Linked DNA regions of Mus musculus: all the other regions are linked to region 1. The links are chromatin contacts, called in public Hi-C and promoter capture Hi-C maps. All regions are on one chromosome and are shown on one strand. The core of a region is the stretch at or near the end of the contact, and the rest is flanking DNA. Distances in the headings are between cores, read along the strand shown. Region 1 holds the start of Mtmr3 (myotubularin related protein 3). Region 2 holds the start of Zmiz2 (zinc finger, MIZ-type containing 2). Region 3 holds the start of Ogdh (oxoglutarate (alpha-ketoglutarate) dehydrogenase (lipoamide)). Region 4 holds the start of Tmed4 (transmembrane p24 trafficking protein 4). Region 5 holds the start of Nudcd3 (NudC domain containing 3). Region 6 holds the start of Ykt6 (YKT6 v-SNARE homolog (S. cerevisiae)). Region 7 holds the start of Limk2 (LIM motif-containing protein kinase 2).

What was found. Promoter capture Hi-C pulls out the DNA fragments that hold promoters and counts their contacts. Hi-C and Micro-C count contacts between places; a contact is called where the count stands out from the background.
Region 2: a promoter capture Hi-C map of pre-B cells shows a contact between it and region 1, with 4 times the contacts expected there. The contact joins the promoter of Zmiz2 here to the promoter of Mtmr3 in region 1. A contact is called at or near these places in 2 of 39 promoter capture datasets (pre-B cells and second pharyngeal arch cranial neural crest), 1 of 115 datasets of contacts at active chromatin or transcription factors (astrocytes) and 1 of 9 other capture datasets (liver).
Region 3: a contact with region 1 is called in a promoter capture Hi-C map of pre-B cells, with 6 times the contacts expected there. The contact joins the promoter of Ogdh here to the promoter of Mtmr3 in region 1. A contact is called at or near these places in 2 of 39 promoter capture datasets (liver and pre-B cells), 1 of 115 datasets of contacts at active chromatin or transcription factors (large pre-B cells) and 2 of 9 other capture datasets (liver and macrophages).
Region 4: a Hi-C map of B cells shows a contact between it and region 1, with 5 read pairs. The contact joins the promoter of Tmed4 here to the promoter of Mtmr3 in region 1. A contact is called at or near these places in 1 of 39 promoter capture datasets (cranial neural crest), 1 of 484 Hi-C or Micro-C datasets (B cells), 1 of 115 datasets of contacts at active chromatin or transcription factors (large pre-B cells) and 1 of 9 other capture datasets (liver).
Region 5: a contact with region 1 is called in a Hi-C map of B cells, with 7 read pairs. The contact joins the promoter of Nudcd3 here to the promoter of Mtmr3 in region 1. A contact is called at or near these places in 2 of 39 promoter capture datasets (liver and pre-B cells), 1 of 484 Hi-C or Micro-C datasets (B cells) and 2 of 115 datasets of contacts at active chromatin or transcription factors (large pre-B cells and thymic regulatory T cells).
Region 6: a contact with region 1 is called in a promoter capture Hi-C map of pre-B cells, with 2.9 times the contacts expected there. The contact joins the promoter of Ykt6 here to the promoter of Mtmr3 in region 1. A contact is called at or near these places in 4 of 39 promoter capture datasets (the C10 cell line, liver and pre-B cells).
Region 7: a promoter capture Hi-C map of liver shows a contact between it and region 1, with 4 times the contacts expected there. The contact joins the promoter of Limk2 here to the promoter of Mtmr3 in region 1.

The regions. Positions count from the first base shown.
Region 1 is chr11:4,593,407-4,596,096 of GRCm38.p6, forward strand. Mtmr3 (myotubularin related protein 3) reads right to left here and starts at 1,384. Exons shown (of 19, transcript NM_001373897.1): 1 at 1,197-1,384.
Region 2 is chr11:6,393,820-6,396,509 of GRCm38.p6, forward strand. Zmiz2 (zinc finger, MIZ-type containing 2) reads left to right here and starts at 1,306. Exons shown (of 19, transcript NM_028601.3): 1 at 1,306-1,469; 2 at 1,749-1,859; 3 at 1,939-2,053; 4 at 2,413-2,615. The coding sequence starts at 1,810.
Region 3 is chr11:6,290,299-6,292,988 of GRCm38.p6, forward strand. Ogdh (oxoglutarate (alpha-ketoglutarate) dehydrogenase (lipoamide)) reads left to right here and starts at 1,299. Exons shown (of 23, transcript NM_010956.4): 1 at 1,299-1,395. It overlaps Gm46270 (predicted gene, 46270), which reads right to left and starts at 1,965. Exons shown (of 1, transcript NR_168687.1): 1 at 1-1,965.
Region 4 is chr11:6,273,519-6,276,208 of GRCm38.p6, forward strand. It overlaps Tmed4 (transmembrane p24 trafficking protein 4), which reads right to left and starts at 1,319. Exons shown (of 5, transcript NM_134020.1): 1 at 1,156-1,319; 2 at 880-980; 3 at 590-715; 4 at 223-369. The coding sequence starts at 1,315.
Region 5 is chr11:6,199,123-6,201,812 of GRCm38.p6, forward strand. It overlaps Nudcd3 (NudC domain containing 3), which reads right to left and starts at 1,329. Exons shown (of 6, transcript NM_173748.5): 1 at 821-1,329. The coding sequence starts at 1,012.
Region 6 is chr11:5,954,384-5,957,073 of GRCm38.p6, forward strand. It overlaps Ykt6 (YKT6 v-SNARE homolog (S. cerevisiae)), which reads left to right and starts at 1,375. Exons shown (of 7, transcript NM_019661.4): 1 at 1,375-1,621. The coding sequence starts at 1,518.
Region 7 is chr11:3,407,879-3,410,568 of GRCm38.p6, forward strand. It overlaps Limk2 (LIM motif-containing protein kinase 2), which reads right to left and starts at 1,360. Exons shown (of 16, transcript NM_010718.4): 1 at 1,168-1,360. The coding sequence starts at 1,183. Gm51879 (a long non-coding RNA gene) reads left to right here. Exons shown (of 2, transcript XR_003949624.1): 1 at 1-1,523; 2 at 1,869-2,690.

The DNA.
Region 1 (2,690 bases), core at 134-2,633:
GAACAAATTCATTATGCTGCTCACAGTTACCTAAAAAGTAAAAATGGTAGGGGTGAAATATGTCTTCATAGGCAATCACTCTAACCTTCTAGAAGCTTCCAAATTTAGTTTAATAACATATTGCATAGTGTTTACCCACAACGGTGTCATTCTGTAAACTCTTCTACTCAGTCAAGCATGGAAAAGAAGTCTTTCACTGGCCATCAACGCATGTTATTTGGTTTCCAAGTAAAAAACACAGAAACATTGCAGAATCTCAAAGAAGGCCTCCTTCACATCCCCACAAACAAGATCATTTTGATACAGAACCATCTACCATTCAATCGTAACTTCTGACGGCTCACTGTTCACAAGAGGAACGAGGCTGAGCCTCCACTACAAGAACACATGCACTTTTAATACAAAAAAAAAAAAAAAAAAGACCCTAAATGTCAAAAAGCCAAGTGGATGTCAAGATAGTAAGAAGAATAAAAACGTAAACTTCATTCTGACAATGACTGAACATTAATATCTAACAGAAACCTGTGTGTAAAACTCACAAGTGAGATGATCTGACTCCTGGTGGCCTAACAGAGTGTGCAAACTCTACTTCCAATTTTTGAAATAAGTTTTCTGGCCCCAACAATACCATCTTGGGTCATGAAATGCAATACATCCAGTACAATTTCAACCCAAGAAATAATACTGATCTTTTGCAGAGCTACTTGAGCAGTGTTCCCCGAGCTCCTCCAACCACCCCTGGACCTTCGTTCCCCTTCAAGCACTACCAGGTCAGGAGGATGCCCTGCTGCAGTTAGGCTGAGGCCCGCACAGCTCGCCCGTGGTTTCCAACAGCACGACCTCCGGCCTCTCGCCACTAAGGACTCCCACGGTCTCGACCAGGGCCTCGGGCCACACGCTCACCTCCCGGAGGCCCGGGAGCGTTTTCCAGGGCGCCCCAGCCGCAGCTCCCAACACTCCGAGTGTTACCCACCGCCAGGTTCAGGATGGCCGCCGAGCTCGGCGACCCCGCCTCCCCCGACTCGCCCGACCGGGCCTCGGTGCTCCATTCTGAGAGCTTGCCCCGGGAGGCCGCGGCCAACCCAGCCCTCGGCCCGCCGCCGCCTCCCCGGCCGGTGACAGCCGCCGCACTCGGCCCAGGTCCGCCCCTCCTCCAGCACCTCCTCGCCACCAGAGCCGGAGGGTGGGCTTCTTACCAGGCGGCAGGACATGGCGAGGCCCGCCACCGCAGGGCCTCCTCCGCCACCCCAGGAGGCTGCCAGCCAGGGTCGGCGGGGGCCAGCGCCTGGGCCGCTGGAGCGTCTCCGCCGGCTGCTCCGCCGCCGCCGCCGCCGCTGCCGCCGCCGCCTTCTCACAACCACAACAACATGGCGGCAGCGGCCACACAGAGCGCGCTCCCGAGACCGATCGGAGCTGAGAGCGGGGGCGCGCGCGCACGCTCCGGCGCGCTGTCCGCTGTGGGATGGGGGGCGGGGGGGAAGACTGGCCGTCACGGGATGGGCGAGGGCGGGGCCTGGCTCGTTGGTCACGCCCCAGGATGTGGGCGGGGCTGCAAGTCACCAGACTGTGGCTGCAGAGAAGCGTCAGGAGGAAGAAAAGAAAAATGAGAAGTGAATAAATAAACCGTTACGAATTAAGAAAAAGAAAAACAAGGTTTAGAAAGATTTTTCAGGCTTCTTTTCCAACTTAATGGACCAAGACAGCACTTCAGCTTACTCTACTTTCTATTAAAACTAAGAACAGTAGTGATATTATATCCCCAGCAAGTATAGTCAATATAAAACTAACTTAATACCGTGCATGTAAATATAGTGTGCTATAAGTTATGCCCAGAATACAAGTTCAAACTGCCTCAACGCCAGCTCCTAATAAAAAAAACCTCAGTGCTCAAAGAAAAGCAAGGGGGAAAAGAATCCCTACTTTGACTGGCCTCCAGAAGAGCCCCATAGTCTAACACTGTAATACCTTATTTTAGGTCAGCAGTCCTCGGGGTCTCAAATATCCTGAACCTCAGATATTTACATTATGATTCATGGTAGTAGAAAATTACAGTTATAAATTAGCGAGGAAAGTAAGTTGGGAGTCAGCATACGTGAGGAACTATATTAAAGTCACAGCGTTTAAAGGTTGAGATCTACTGGCTTAGGTCCTAACAAATCCTCAAAGATATTTCACTTCCTTAGATGAATTTTAACATGACCTTGATTTTTTATCAGAAGACAAGTAAATGAAATTTATCCCTGTATTTGTTAAATTGTTTATCTCCCCCCCCCCATTATTTGTTTCTTTGTATTCAACATTATTGCCTCTCTGCCCCCACTGGAGTTTAAGAATAATTAGAAAAAAAGGATGCTGTCTTATTTGTCATTATGTCTCCAGAACCTAAAATTGCACAACACAATAGCCAGACAAATCTCCTAATTATGGAAGAGCAAGTGTTTATATTTATCTAGTTGAATCTTCATAAATGGTCAGGCCTATCTTTATTTTACAAACAAAAAAAAAGTAAAACCCAGAATAAGTTGAATTTAACTTAAACTTCAAACCCAGGCCCAGATAACAACACAAACTGTCCTATTACTCTCTGGGCTACCCACCACATCACAGAATCTCAAGGAAGGTCAAGGAAGGCACTACATCACAGATCAGTTAGCAAAGACTTCCCACCGCCCTCCAAGGACCTGTCTTCC
Region 2 (2,690 bases), core at 56-2,555, 1.8 Mb after region 1:
TGTACCACTTGTTAGAGATGTCCTTCCTCCACTGAATTGCTTTGGTGTCTCTGGGAGTATTTGTGTGGCTATTTTCCCATCTCTTCTCTTTTCCATTAAGTCGTGCTTTTGTCTTGATTCCTGTTCCTATTTCCTGACATCCACATGGTTGTTCCAGACCCCACATGTCAGATCTTGGGAGGAGTTCTTCCCACCAGGTCAGCTGCCAGGATCCAGCAGGAGCAACATAGATGCCAGCCTCTGCTGCCAGTCTGGCACATTCTGTCTCCAGCTGCCTAGGCAGGACCTGGCCTGGGCTAGAATCAAGTGTAGTTGCCTCTGAGGGCCAGGGGACAGAGCCTGTGGATGAGGTGGATGAGGTTTCTCTTCCCTGGTAGCCTGGTGCTGGGTGTGAGAAGGATCTCTGGGAGCCTAAGGCTGCCCAGGCAAGGGCAAGTCACAGTCCCCTTTTCTCTCTTTCTCTTATCCGTTCTGGGGCTTTGTGTGTGTAGCCCTGCCCTGCAGAGCCTCCAGGTCTGTACTGAGCCCTGAGTGGTAAGCACAAAGAAATGTTTGTTCCAGAGCTGAGTGGGTGCTGCGATACCCCTCTCTCCCCTAGACAAGAGGCTTGTGAGTGCTGAGTGGAAGATGGAAATCACCAGATCTGATAATGGTTCAAAAGGTATGTGTGGCAATCACACAGCCCCTACCAAGAGAGGGTTTCAGACAGGAGCACCCAGGCCTTCCCAGAGGTCCCTGAGAAGTGCCCAACACATGGCTTGTGTGCCATTCTGGTGAGACCAAGCAGAGGTAGGCACGCATGTGGTCCAGGGTATATTAGGACCTGAGTGGATGAGGCACTGAGAAAGGCAAGGAGTGGGAGTCTTCTGTACCAGTCGCTGCTCTTACCTGCTGTTGCCTCCCTGTCCACCAGCCACTGCTACGGTTTTCTAAGAATGAAGCCCAGTTGGTCCCATCTTGTAGATGTGCGTTAGCATGGTCTGGCTTTGTGACTACCCCCCACACCTGCTGTGCTGTGTGTGTCACTGCCATGTTGGGAATTCACAAGTGTCACAGATGGGTCTTTGGGGGGGGGCAAGATGTCCACTTGACCATATACTTAAGGTCATATTTGTCTCAGGGGTGTGTGTGTATGTGTGTGTGTGTGTGCACCTACATGCATGCATACATGCACGCACGCGCGCGCGCGCACACACACACACACACACACACACACACACACACACACACGCCTGCTCCCCTCAAGTCGTCTGGATCAGCTTGAAGGTCCTGTGACCTGAAGCCCTTCTGCCACCCTCTTGATAGGAGAGAGCTGCCAACCAGGGGCTGGGTCAGTGCCTGTGTCCTGTGTCAGCCGTGTCGGTACAGCCACCCTAAGGCCAACCTGGTGGATGGACTGCCGTTGTACATCTGCTGCCTGACTTTTCAGCATCTGCCTCAAAGAACACTCAAGCTCTGCTCCTTCTCAGGTCTCTGGGCTCCGCAGGGTGGGGGCTACCCCTCTGACCTTCTCCAGGGCCTGCTGAGGGTTCCTGGCTTCCTATGATTTATATGGGAAAGGGAATGTGGGAAGTATTTGATATCAGAAAGCCCTTTCCAGGGTTGATCCAATGGCTTAAGATGACAGAGCCCTTGTTAGAGTTGCTTTGCACTGCATTCTGGGCTGACATTTGCCAACGCTACTACCCTGGCTTTGTCCGTGCTACCATGAGCATCTAAGCTCCTGCCTTCTCCCTCCTGTCCCGCAGCCGGAGCAGCAACTCCCGGATAAGCTCCAGCACATTGGGCCTGTAGGCTGCTCCATCACCAATGAACCCCATGAACCCCATGAAACCCGCCCTGCCCCCTGCACCACACGGGTGAGTGTGGGCTTCTGTGGCCTGCCTCTAGCAAGCCCTTGGCCTTCTGACCCTGCCTTAACCAGCTGCTCTCTTTTAGTGATGGTTCATTTGCATATGAGTCTGTGCCTTGGCAACAAAGTGCCACTCAGCCAGCTGGGTCACTGTCTGTGGTCACTACTGTGTGGGGAGTTGGCAACGCAACCCAGAGCCAGGTGAGTGTGTATCAGGGCCACCCCACTCCCACCCCCACCCCCCAGCCCTCAGGATCCAGAGTCTTGGTGGTGCCTCTACCATCTTAGGGCTCCAAGAACCAGGGACCAAGCGGACTGTCTGAAGCACAAGGATGGGGCTTCCTGAGGGTCTCAAGTCACTAGGTGCCTTTCTTCTGTACTACCATGGGATGTCTTCCCCTGGCTCCAGAGACCCTTCCAGTCAGAACTATAGACAACCACTCCTGCCACCCAGGTCCTCCCCCATTTGCTGGGCATCTCTTGGCATCTAGCACTTTAGGGCTGTGTCTTAAAGACAGTAGTTTGGCTGGTTCTCTCTGGTGACTCCCACTTCCTTGTAGGTTTTAGGGAACCCCATGGGCCCTGCAGGAAGCCCCCCTGGTGGTTCCATGATGCCTGGTGTGGCAGGTGGCAGCTCTGCCTTGACCTCCCCGCAGTGCCTGGGACAGCAGGCGTTTGCTGAAGGAGGTGCTAGCAAGAGCTACGTACAGCAAGGCGTGTATGGCCGAGGGAGCTACCCTGGGGGATCCAGCTTCACTACTGGGTAAGCCAGTGACTTGAAACCATCAGCCTGTCAGTCCTGCAGAAGGGTTGGATGTTGCCTGCTCCTCCCCTACTG
Region 3 (2,690 bases), core at 49-2,548, 1.7 Mb after region 1:
TTGCTGATGCTTCTGCCCTTGTACTGTGGCCTATCACTGCTACCAAAGCTTGAAGAGCTTCTGGCATACTTGTGACTACTTGTGACTTCTATTTCAGTAGAGCAAAAGGACTCTCCAGCCAGCTCATCCAGCACTGGTGCCATTTGCCATACATAGCAAGGATAAACTGACAGTCTGTATTGCTGTCCATCAAAAACTACTCTGCTAAAAAAGAGAAACAAGCGGAGAGTTAAAGGCCATGAGCATGAAGCTGGGCATGGGACTTATAGCTATAGTCCTAGCACCTGGTATATGCAGGTAAAAGAAACAGAGCAAGGTCAGCCTACATTATGAAATTGAATCCAGCCTCAGCTACATGCCATTGTCTCAAACAACAACAACAAAAGACATGAGTATGAAATGAACCACTCTCCTTTTTGAGACCTGATCCAACTGTGTAGCCCAGGCTGCCCACAAGAACTCTATGTAGCCCATCTTGACCTCCCAATTGGTCAGTTTTTCTCTGTTCTGAAATTGCAGGTGTGTGCTGCAAAATCTGGCTGAATATTTTTGTTAGTTTTTTATTTTGTTTCCCAAGACAGGGTTTCTCTATGTGGCCCTGAAACTCTCTCTGTAGACCAGGCTGACCTCAAACTCAGAGATGAGCCTGCCTCTGCTTCTGAGTGCTCTGCTTTAAGGTGTGCACTCACACAGCCAGGCTCTGGCTTAACATTTTGACACGGGGAACATTTCATATTAGTGAAGTGTAACAGGTTAACTAGTGGATTTTGTCTGTTTAGAGCAGGCTCTGGAGCCAGGAAGATCCAGGGGGACCCCAGCACAGCTTCCTGTCAGAATACTAGCAGGAACACCCAAGTCGCATGACAACCAAGTCACATTAGACCTCGCTAACTAATCTTCATAAGGACTGCTGCAAAACAAGTGTTCAAAATAGTCACTCATGTTATTCAAATTATTTTGTGCAGGGATACATTTTACCAACCCAACTATTATTTAGGGCAGCTTGTTTTGGATACAAAGCCCGTGGGCCTCAAAGTCGCAGCGCTCCTGCTTCGGCCCGCCAAACGCTTCAATTATCAGACGGCATCCCACGCCCTGAATGTACCAGGTTCTTAACAAGCTTCGGAAGCGTCTCCCGTGTAACTGCTAATGACAGCCGAAAGACAGTGAGCAACAGGCTGGCTTTGGCCAGATGCAAAGTTCTGCATTGGCGCGAAGCCCGAGCGAGCGACTGAAACCCAATTCTGTGACGTCACGTCACGCCCACAGCCTGTCTTGCAGGCCGCTCCTCTGGGGCCGGGCTACGCGTTGACGCCACACGCCGGGGCGGGGCTGAGAGTTTGGAGCCCGGAGTGGTGTCGGCGCTTCACTCGGGTGGAGCTGAACGGGAGACAGGTAACCTTGTGCGGCAGACGGGCTCCGTCCAGGGCTGGGAGGCTCGGCGCTTGACACCCGGAGCTCGCGGCCGAGGGTGAGGCCTATGCGTCCTTGCTTCCGGAGTGCCTGAGTGACGGGCGTGAAGCCGGACAGAGCCGGGCTGGCGGAGGGCGGCGATGGTGGGCGGGGGACGAGACCTGACGGACAGACGTTATAGCCAATGGCGTGGCAGGGTCCTCCAGGCGGGCGGAGATTGGCGGACGCGGACTTGCGCCGGGGGTCGGGGGGCCGAGCGCTATTGGCTCTGGCGGCGGAGCCGCGAAGGTGGCGGGCTAGGGAGTAGGTGGCCTGGCGGCCCGGGAGAGCCCCAAGGTCGCGGCGTGTCACGTGGACCGGTCGCTCCCTCTGGCCCGCGCGCGTTCTTTTGTCCTGCGTGCGCTGACCCCAGCAGGCCGCCGTCCTTGTGTTCGCCGTGCCCGGACACGGCGCTGACCTTGGTGCCTGCGGCAGCCCCACCTGCCGGTATGAGGTAAACCAGGCTGTCGGCCAAGGTGACACTGGTTTCCCTAGAAACACCATCCACGCACCGCTTTCCTCGCGAGAGTGTGTGACAGATGTGAGTTATACCCAGAGTGACTGGGAAGCCTGCTACTGTGCCCTCGCATGAGTTACCAGATCATGTTTCTTTTGCCCACCGAGCAGTGTGCCAGTCTCTGAAGTGACAGGTTCGGCAAGAATCCTCACGTGGATACCATGTAAAGACAGGAGAGCGGAGTGTAGGGCATTTGAGTATCTACACGGTGAAGGAGCAGGGTGAGGTGTGGAAAAGGGATTAAAGGTAATGAGAAGTGACGGGCTAGGTGTTGTGCGCATGCGTAACTCAACTTCCTGACTGTAAGATCAGAAAATGGCGGCGTTAAGCATCATTGGAGGGTGGAGTTTTAGATCCTTGACGTCAAAAGGTCACTCAAGGAACACCTCTACAGGCCCAAGTGGGGTCAGTGGGGTCAACCTGTATTCGATGGAGGTCTCTACGTCCGTAAGTGTTATCTGTATATAGTGAAGCTATTGCGAATGTGCAACTGGTCTTCATCACCCTAAGTAGAAGCGTGTAACTAAAAATAGAAGTAAAAATTTCCCCCAGCTTTTCTGTGGATTTCATTGCCCTTACAGGCCCTACTTGTGTCTGTGTATCCTGTGCTCTGACATTGAGCAGAGGACACCGTTGGAGTTCCTCTGTTTGTCTGATCCTCTAGCCTTGCCCTTGAAGGTGGAACCAGGTAGATTAGTAGGTGGCGTTAGGAAAGTGACAC
Region 4 (2,690 bases), core at 69-2,568, 1.7 Mb after region 1:
ACACACATGACTGGAGGTGTGGCTCAATGGTAGAGAGCTTGCCTAACGTCCAACCCTGCCACTGTAGACATATACAGAAATCGAGGAAAGAAAAGCAAACCCAAACCTCACCTATGTAGACTGACTGGTAACTCCCACATTCCCGAGTAGAGAAGTCCCCAGCAGCCACGTTGCACAGTGGGTTTAAAGGTCAAGTACAGCCTCCAAGTTCAAGTCCCTTACCCTCTGATAATCCTGCTCCTTCTGGATCTGTTCCACCTGGTCAAGCAACTGGCGAGCTCGAAGCTGGAGCTCTGTTAACTTATCCTTAGCAGCGATCTCGGGGTAGTTGTTGGCATGCTCTCCAACCTGGATGTCCAAGTGTACACGCTACAAGGAAACAGGACGAAATGACGGGGGTGCCACCCACCGTCTGTTACCGCTATGGAGTCTGATTCTTGTCTCTGGCTGAATGAGGAAGAAGGACATCCAGTTCTAACTGTACCCACTTGCTGCCCCCAGAAAGGCAAAGTTAAAAGAAAAAAGAAAAGACAGCAAGAAATCAACCTTGGTATCAAGTGAGAAACTCTAAGGCTGATGAGCCTCTTACCAGTTTGCCTCCAGCGAAGAGAGCCATTCTGGTGGAGTTGGAGTGAAGACAAATCTGATGGTCACCGGGTGTGTGGGATGTGAACGTGAAACGGCCCTCGGAGCCGTATTGCCGGGACAGTACAACCTGCAAACACGCATCAAGCCCCAATTTTACAACGATCTCTTAAAATGCGGGACCTGGTACCTGGGGACTTTCTCAGGACCACGGCGGTATTTTCCATCCCATAAAGACATTAACGGACAGCTGGCGCCAGCTAGAACCTTTTTAGCGAGGTGGTGGGGGTTTACCTTGCCGTCCGGGTCCTTCACCTCTACATGCATGCCCAGGCCGGGGGTCGACGGCAGGAACACCTCTTTCTGTTTGTCCCACATCTGAGTTCGATAGTTGCCTGCAGAGTAGACACACAGTCACAACCTAGCCCCCAGGAGGTGGCCCCAGGGCACTGTGCAGGGGAGCTGGTGCCCTCAAGGCACCCTCGGGATGGGGTCGAGCTGACAGGGAAGGAGGGGTGCTTCCAAGGGCCAGCTGAAAACAAAGGGCCTCTCCACCCTCAGCCCCCTGACCGATGACCATGGTCTCGTCGGGTATTTCCTCGATGAAGCAGCGCTTCTCAGTCTCGCCGATGTGGAAATAGAGCCCACGGGCACACGCAGCACACACAGTAAGCACCAGCAGCCCAAATCGCACCATCCCCTGCAGCGGTCCGACCCCAACACCTGCCATTGCGCCTCAACCTTGCACATGCGCACACTTGCGCACTGCTCAGCGTTTGCGCACCCGCTTGGAAACGGAACATGCGCCTGCGCAGTGTCGCAGTCCCTCAGCTCCCTTTCGAAACCCGGTCCGCTGTACACCCGACCCCAAGCTTGCATTGTTCTGCGCCCGAGCGTCCCCTAGCGTAAACTAGCCTTACAGAGAGAAAAGGCCGGCCCAATGAAGCTGCCCAGGGCTTCTGTCCCTTGTCTTTAGGCTTGATTGCCCTTGTTAGGCACCTCTCTGCGCCTGTGCTCTGTGTAAGGAGAAGCAAGCGTACTTTTCGGGGAAGGGTGCTAGGCGACTTGAGATGGTTAACCTGAACAGCGTGAGTTCTTCTGGTCCCCAGCACCTGAAGTAAAATAAACCTTTCTTTTGAGCACCCTACAGAAGAGAACACATTGTGTCATTTCACAACTGCAGGACTTATTGAGTCACAATAAATTCAAAGATAGCTTAGTTTACACAGCCTCCTGAGCAGTGTATTATCACACCTGACGCTGCTGGGTGCTGAGGATGGAGCTTCTTGCAAGCTGGCCAAGCACTCTACCAACTGAGCTACCGCCAACTGAAACAGGTTCTTTTATCCAGTTTTAATTACTATCAAGTCATACATTATATATCATATAGTGATTATGTCTATGTGTATGACCTAGCATTGACTGTCAACTTGACACAACAGGGAAGAGGGAACCTCAACTGAGGACTGGCCTCCATTGGACTAGCTTGTGAGCTTGTCTATGGGGCATTTTCTTGGTTGTTAGTTGATAGAGGGCCTAACCCACTATGGGTGGTAGCATCCCTGGGCAGATGGTCCTGGGTCGTATAGTAAAAGTAGCTGAGAAAGCCAGAGGCAAGCCAGAGGCAAGCCAGTAGGCAGCACTTCTCCATAGCTGCTGCTTCAGTTTCTGCCTCCACATTCCTGCCACGGGTTCCTGCCCTGGCTTCTTTCGGTATGGATTGTAACCCAGAAACCAATAAACGCTTTCCTCCCATTCTGCTTTTGGTCGTGGTGTTTATCAGAGCAACAGAAAGCAAGCTAGGACTGTGTGTGTGTGTGTGTGTGTGTGTGTGTGTGTGTGTGTGTGTGTGTGTTAGAGAAGCCTTACAAAAAGGTTTAAAAGGATGCAACATAGTTCAAGGAGTTCAAAGAGGTCTTAATGGGAGGCAGAGGCATAGAGCCAATAGGCACTGTGGTAGTTCTGTTAGATTAACTGAACTAATCACAGAGCTGTTGTTGAAGATTTCAGAGCTGAGAGACATAGAGTTGAACCAAGCAGAAGCAGAACTGAAATGCAGGATCACAGGACCATGAATACGAAGTTCAGGACTAGGTCCAAATGAA
Region 5 (2,690 bases), core at 79-2,578, 1.6 Mb after region 1:
ATCCATACCATCAGAGTCTATACCGCAGCTGAGAGTGTTAAATATATTCATTAAATGTTTGCTTATTACTAACTCAACAATGTCAACAATCCCAGCGCGGGAGCGTCGGGAAGGAGGACCATAAGTTCGAAGCCATCCTGATCTACCTGGCAAGTTCCAAGTCAACCAGGGCTACACAGCAAGATCTTGTCTCGAAAGAAAACAGTTTTTAAAAAGGTGTCCAAACAACTTGAGTCAGTCATTAGTAACGCTTCAAAAACAATAAATATAACCTAGGACATATAAATTTTAATCCAAATGTAAATTTCGTAAACATTACAATTGTCCACCAACTTAGTAAGTCACTGGCAAGAGGCCACACCCACCAATCAATACATACCAGTCATTCCTGCCACCTCCGAGCCCGGGAATTCTGAAATCTACTAGTTTCTCCCGCTGTGAAAGTCCTCCTCCTACAGCCTGCACGGTTTGAACCCTGCCTAACAAGCCCCTTGCACCGTTCTGGGGATGCCCACAGGGCGCTGGGAGGCCCTCAAACCCAGGCTGACAGGTCCAACACCTAAGCATCTCCCGCACAAACCCAGCCTGTACCCAAAGAAGCGCATTCCTGCCAACGGATCCGTGGGTCAGATAACGCCTGGCCATTTACTCAAATCACCTGGTGGCACCCCAGAGAGAATCACAAACCCTGAAGGGTGGGCTACGGAGTGGCGCAGTTCCCAGACGTAGGACGCGAGCCGGGGCACCTCTGGCGCTGGGAGGTGGAACTGGGGTAAGGACCTGCTGGACCCCAACGGCCCGCCGCCTCTCTCCACCTCACCTGCAGCACCAGGGCCTGTGCGGCCCCGGGCGGGAAGCCCATGCGGTCCGAAGGGTGGCGCAGCAGGCGGTAGAAGTCGGTCTTGCGGTAGAGAAAGCCGAAGAGCACGCGCAGAAAGTCCTGGACATTGCCCACGTGCTGCAGGATGCCCAACAGGGCCTGGTCATAAAGCTCAGCAGCCCCGGGCTCCATGGCTCTGCTGCCCGAGGGACGCGAACACAGTGGGCACCGCCTCACACCGGCTGATTGGCCACTTCCGGCGTGCGCGCCTAACGGCTCCCCCCGGACAGCGAAGACGCGGAACTTCCGGTCCGCGCTTGTTACTACCGGCGGTAACCGATCGTCGTTCTTGCGGCTCTGCTGGATCTCCTCCGCCGCGACACTTGCCTAAAGGAGATTGGTATGCGCTCAGTACGGTTCCTACATGCAAGAATAACCATGGTCACGATGCGGAGAGCGCTTGCCAACCATGTTTGAAGAGGGCGGAAGCATTGTGGTGACGGCCACTTGACGTAGTCCCTGGAGGTGTCACGTGGTCTGGGAGCCTTTCTTCTTTCTGGATTGAATTCCTGCGTAGGTGTCTGGTGCGCCTTCTTATAATACCACATTTTGTTTGTTAGCGGAGGGAACGGAAAAGGAATATTGTAGAATTGTATGGAATTCCTATTAACAGAGCTATGAGTGAAACTCAGAAGGTTGCACCAGATTTCAAGGTGACTTGAAAGGACAAGAAAAGTGTGAAAAGCTCAGTGAAGGAAAAAAAGAAGTATGATACTGTAAATATGTGTGTGTGCATCCGTATGTATAGCATGTGTGTATACACGTGCCGTTACTAATACGTGCATATAGACATTTTAAGAAAACGTTTATGTAAGGTTGACACACAATCAATCTGTGGTTTATACCTGTAATCCCCGCATCCAAATCATGGCCAACCTGGGCTATAGAGTCAAACCCAGTCTCAGAAGAGGGTTGGGGGGAGACGAAAGACAGACAGATTAGGAACATATGCTAGGTCACAAACCGAAGACAAATGGCTGAGATGCCTAATAAAATATCAAAGCAGACTCTGGCCACCAGTCTCCCTCAGTACCTTCTGGTACAGGATCCTTCTGGCTGGCATACTAATCCTGACCTCTACCCTAAACTTCTCCAGTCCAGAGTCTGAGCTGGCCTTTTCCTCCCCAAGCTTCTCTGATTCCTATGTAACCCAGCCATTTTGGTTATGAGGTCCTTTTTACCCTTTGGCCTCTTGGTCTCCTGGCCTCTTGACTCCAGGTCTCTTCTACCCTCTCCCCTAACCCTTCTCACATGGCCCAGCTCATTCTACAGCCACTTCCACCCTGAATTCTCCCAGATGCCTCTGCTTCTGGCTGTCTGCTCCCTCCTGTCTACAATAAACCTCCTCCACCATACCTAGAAGCCATCATGTCCTCCTTTTTGTTTTTTTTTCATTCAATGTAGCTAAATTGGTAAAGTGTGTGACTAATGTGTCCTGAGTGTTGTATAAACTGTGTAGTAACCCACATGTGTGACTAATGTGTCCTGAATGTTGTATAAACTGTGTAGTAACCCATACCTGTAAACCTAGCACTGGGAAGGTGGCGACAGAACCAGAAATGTTTATTCATCCACATAGCCAGTTCAAGACCAACTTGGGCTCTGCAAGGAGATCCTGACCGGAAAAAAAACAACAACAACAACAAAAAAGATTTTAATGAATTTCATCTCTACTAGACTAACTAACATCTACAAATTAACTTTTTTAAAAGACATTGTCTTACTCTGCAGCCTTGGCTGCCCTGGAACTCGCTGTATAGACCAAACTGTCCTCAAATTCACAGAAATATGCCTGTTTCTGCCTGCCAAG
Region 6 (2,690 bases), core at 125-2,624, 1.4 Mb after region 1:
CATGTATAGAAACATATATATGTGTTCATAGATATATATAGATGTAGATATACTTACATGTAGGTATGTATGCATATGACCTCTTCGGAGTAAGTTGTATACATAGTGTTCATCTATTTATGTTACTGTGTGTTAGTGTGCATGCATGCATGCACCAGAGACTTCTCTTATAAGGTCAGGGCAGTCAGTGACTGAAAGCTGGAAATAAAGATATAGTGCTCTTATCTAATCTGTAGACCTTGCTCAGATTTTAGCCTCCCTTTAAAGCTCTGCTTCTAACAGCCTCAAGGGCACCTTCGGCCTCTCATGAGGCTTGCTTCCTCTTTCTTTCTTTCTTTCTTTCTTTCTTTCTTTCTTTCTTTCTTTCTTTCTGTCATTTAACGTAATGGTGCAAATAACCATCGTCGTCATTGTTAAACATCTGCAATGAGCAGGACTTGGAATTTGATAGTTTATCACTTTTACCAACATGTCTACAAAAAAGGTATTTTTTGAGTCCAACAGATTGGGGGGGGGGGGTAACTTTTGCGGTGCGGAAGTACTGGGACCGAATTCAGGCTGGATAACAGCTGGGGAAACGCAGGGGAAAACAATGTCATTTGAAATTGATTAACAAGCTTGGCTTGGGGAGTTCGCATATCTCTAGATGAGACTTCCTGGGACCAAGGGAGGCTGGGTAAAGTCAGAGAAAAGCAGGAAGAGGTGCCAAGAGTGGCTGTAAGGGAGTTTGATAAGCATTTTGCTGTTCACATTGGAAGCCCAAGGTCTGCTTCTTGCTATCAATTTTCTTAATCCACATCTCTTTCTGCAAGGTCACTATCCTGGTAATTTTGTACAACTTTGGATAAAGAGGCTTTCTTCAGAAATGGTTCTCCGTCTGCCGCCTGTGGAGCCATGGTGTCAGTGCAGGTGAATATAGCTGACACCTCTGGCCGCCTGGCTTGTCGAACAAGTGTGTCCAAGCTGAGTGGCCATAGCCAGTGACGTTTCTGATTTTTATTATTGCAAGAGAAAGGATGAAGGGCCTTTCTTTTAGTCGTCTGTACTTGGGACACCCAGGGAAGAGGTTGGGTAGCCTGGTGCTGTTACACATAGAATGCAACAAAAGTATAGAGTGGGGACAGCTACGGGTTGTTTTTCTAGCAGAATGGGGAAAAAAGAGCGATGGTACGGCACAGCACTCCCCACCGGCAGCCAGGGTCCGCGCGACAGCCCGGAAGGGAACCTGCGCCAAGGCACTGCCACGCAGGCGGAGACCGAGCCTCCTGGCGCCGACCCGGGCGGACGCGGGCGCGCCCCGCCGCTTAGCTACCCGTCCGCGCACGCGCGTACCCTGCCTTCGGGCCTCCGAGGAGCGGCTGGAGCAACTCGCCACCGGAACCGGAAGTGGGCCTTACTCTAGGAGGAAGAAGCCGGCCGGGCCCCGTCAGGAGGCGGCCGCCGCTGTTCTGAGGGACTGTGGCCGCGCTCCTGGGAGCGGGTCTGGGGCTCAGCCGGCGGCCCGAAGGTGCGGCGCCATGAAGCTGTACAGCCTTAGTGTCCTTTACAAAGGCGATCCGAAAGCGGTGCTGCTCAAGGCCGCGTACGACGTGTCTTCCTTTAGTTTCTTCCAGAGGTCCAGGTAAGTGGGCCGGGCCCGGGTGGCTGGACCCGGAGTCCAGGGAGTCGAGTCTCTCGAAGGGCGAGCACGGCTTTGGCCTCCCTCGGGCGGCAGGCTGTACCTGAGGAGTCGTTAGCAACCCTGGGAAAGGGCTCTGCCCTACGCGGTATTGCCCAGTTGTAGAAAGATTGGAAGGCCATTGATTACAGACGCGCTGCCAACTGTTCTGATCTGGGATCTCCGGACTCAGAAATAAGTATGTTGACTACGCCTCGCACCCTGTGATTTAACCAGTGTTTGGTGTCTTAACCTTTGTATTTCGTCGTTGCCAGTGGTTCTCACCTTCCTTGCGCTGCGACCCTTTAGTACCGTTTCTCATGTTGAGGGAACCCTCCCACCCCCAACCATAAAATTATTTTCGTGGCTACTTCATAACTGTAATTTTGCTACTGTTATGCATATGTATTTTTGGAGATTGAGGTTTGCCAAAGGGGTTGCAGCCCACAGTTTGTGAAAGTCGCTGGTCAAAGCTCTTTCCAGAAGTTCTGTATGGAGGTGTTTCTTTTATGAGTAAAATCGTTGATTCCTCAAGGATTGGGAGTCAGGGGTCAAACTCATTCTTTTTAGTGTTTGGGCCTTGATTATCAGGAAGGGTCCACACTGGTAGCTAGGCAGGAACCACTGGATTTGTATTGCTTGTAGGCATGTAAAGGATTGTGGGGTGCTTTAATTGTAAGCTGCACAGATACCCAGTCTTGTGGGAGTGACTCAGACACAAAAGGAAAAGGGCCCAACAGGGTAGGACCTGTGGTCATCTTGACTCAACGTCTGGGGAAATCTGCTTGTTCAGGTTGTGTCTCAGCTTTTGATGGTTCTAATGACTTCATATAAGTGGGATATATAGTAGTTGGCTTTTTGTGTCCCACTGATTTTACTAAGCAGAATGACCCCAAGGTTGACCTATGTTTCTGCAGATACCAAATTTTTCTCCCCTTTAAAATATATACAGTATTGAGTTTTATGTAAACACTATGTTTTGTTTATGTATCCATCCGCTGATGGACATGAGTTGCTGTGGATTATAGTTATG
Region 7 (2,690 bases), core at 110-2,609, 1.2 Mb before region 1:
CATCCCATCCAACTCAATTTTAAAAAAATTATTTATTTAGAGACAGGATCGTATTCTGTCGTCCAGGTTGACCTAGTTAGTACGCCACACACAGACCAAGCAATTCTCCTGGCTCTGTCTAGTCTGGGATTACAGGTGTGCAATCACCACTACCAGCCAGGAAAAAAAATTAAGGGAAGAGACAGACGAATTTCCGCTCCATGCTTTCCTTCTCCAGAGCATATTATCACCAATAAGGTCTGAAATTCCATGTTCCCGTAGTGAGGAAGTGACCCACTGGCGGCCCGGTCCTTGAATTCAGGATGGAGGAAGTGACTGTCCACCGGCCCAAAGCCAGGAAGTGGAGGCACATATTCAGTCCCTCCCCCACCCCTAAAATTCTCCCTTGGCCTTTCTAGAAAACTTTTGGAAGTCGACCCTGGTAGACCCAGAAACTGAGCCACTCACACCGGTGGCTGGGAATAAGGCGGCAGAAAGTTCATGATGCCGCGGGGCAGGAAGCTGCAAGATGATTCGTGAAGGGATTTACAGGCCCAGCTAAGCCAATTCTGAAATTTCCTTCACTCAACTCTTCCCCTCAAGGTGCGGAGCTATTAATCTGCTGGCATCAGAGACTACGCGAGGACTCAACTAGTCTCTAGGAAGACTTGAAGCTGTTCTCCACAGGAGGCAGAGGTCTTTGAGCCTCAGGAAGAACGGTCGGATGTCTTCCTATCCACATCATAAACTCCACACTCATACTCTATCTCTAGGAACCACTCCTCCCAATCCCAGAGTCCAAAGACACCTTCGAGAACTTTGGGTCTACAGAAAACCTAGAACCCAGGATAACTCGGAATCTCAAGTCCTGAACTCTGGAAGACCCTGTACTTCCCATATTTCAGAATCTCAGGTGCCTCGGCTTCCTTAGCCAGGAGACTTGCCCGGTCTGCAGATCCGAGGATCCACCTCGCGGGAATTCGCCCCACGCGCCGGCCGCAAGGAGCCCTCAGTCTTAGAACGACTGCGCTCGGACTTCCAGAGTCCCAAGACCTTCAAGTCCCGAGGGAACCATTGTGTTCGATCCTCCCCACCCTGCCAGGCTCTCGCTGAGGATTCCGGACCCAAGAAAAACCAGACAGCCAGAAACCCGCGAGCGGCGGGCTGGACGGAATGGGCCCTTCTTACCCGCCAGCGCCGCCATGGTCCAGGGCGCGGACAACACAGGAAGGACCACCCGGCAGCAGCGCCTCAGGTCCGCGCCCGCCTGCGGTCTAGAGAAGAGGCTGTCTCTGCCCCTGCAGCCGGAAGGATGCACCGCCTACGGCGCCCTGGGAGGACCAAACCGCACCTGGCACGGGGACCCGCCCCGGAGCCCCTCCCACTTAGGTTAACGACCCGCCCTGCCCCGTCCCGCCTCCCGCGCGAACTCTGCCGCATCTCTGGCGCCTGCTGGCGACTGGCGACCTCTAGAGGCGTTCGGATTGACCAGGGTGATTCAGTTTAGGCTGGAGGTCGCAACACAGGGGACCCTCGGCGCTCAGGTTAGTCCAGTTGCCCTTCTACACTACTTGAAAATGGCTCTGCTCTTCAGGTGCAGAGCGTGGGTAGGTATCACAGGTCTTTTGACTCCCAGTTTGTAATCAGCAATGTGAACACGAAGAAGCTAAGAGAAACCACTTTTGCGTGTCAAAGGCAATATGGAAATGAGGCTCCCTAGAGCAGATTATGGAGGCCAAATACCTGGGTTCCTGGAATTTTGGGTCCAGGACTCCCACTCCTTATATAAAGTCCCTGGTTGGTCAAGTCTCATAGAAAATGGCGTAAACTTTGTCTATAATCCACGCACAATCTTCATATGCTTTATTTTTTCTTTTGTTTTGCCACAGGGTCTTGAAATGCAGCCAGACTGATATTGAACTTGCCAGCCTCTTGCCTCAGCTTCTTGAGTGCTGAGATATTCTTGTTTTAAATCATCTCTAGATTGTTTATTTAAAAAAAAAAACCAAAATCTAGATGTTCTAACATAGTTATCTTATTCTGTGACTAAAATCAAGAAAGAACCGGACAGTGGTGGCACACGCCTTTAATCCCAGCACTTGGGAGGCAGAGGGAGGTGGATTTCTGAGTTCGAGGCCAGCCTGGACTACAGAGTGAGTTCCAGGACAGCCGGGGCTATACAGAGAAACCGTCTAAAAAAAAAAAAAAAAAAAAAAAAAGACGCAGCACTCTCAGCTCCTTCTCCATCGCCATGTCTACCTGTATTCTGCCATGCTTCTGGCCGGGATGATAGTGAACTAAACTTCTGAACCTGTAAGCCAGCCCCAAATAAATGTTGTCCTTTGTAAGAGTTGCTGTGGTCATAGTGTCTCTTCCCAGCATTAGAACCCTAACTATGACACTCGGTTTTAGACAATTGTTACTTCCCTCCATCAGATTTATGTACATGGGAAAAGAGTCCAGAGGATCAGGAAATGGGTAGGAATGGAGCCCAAGGAAACCAATCCTGCCTCCAACTCTCCCATCAGCTGCCTCTGGCTCTACTACTTAGGTAAACAAAACAGCACAATTCTCTGTCTTCCTGCATGGCCTTTTGTTAACAAAAGTGGCTGCTAGTTAGATGTTTCTTCCGTGGCGCCTTCATATGACCTAGGGTGCACAAGTGCTAGGGAGGGGGCTGTACCTGACTTCCTTCCTGGGAACTCACTTGA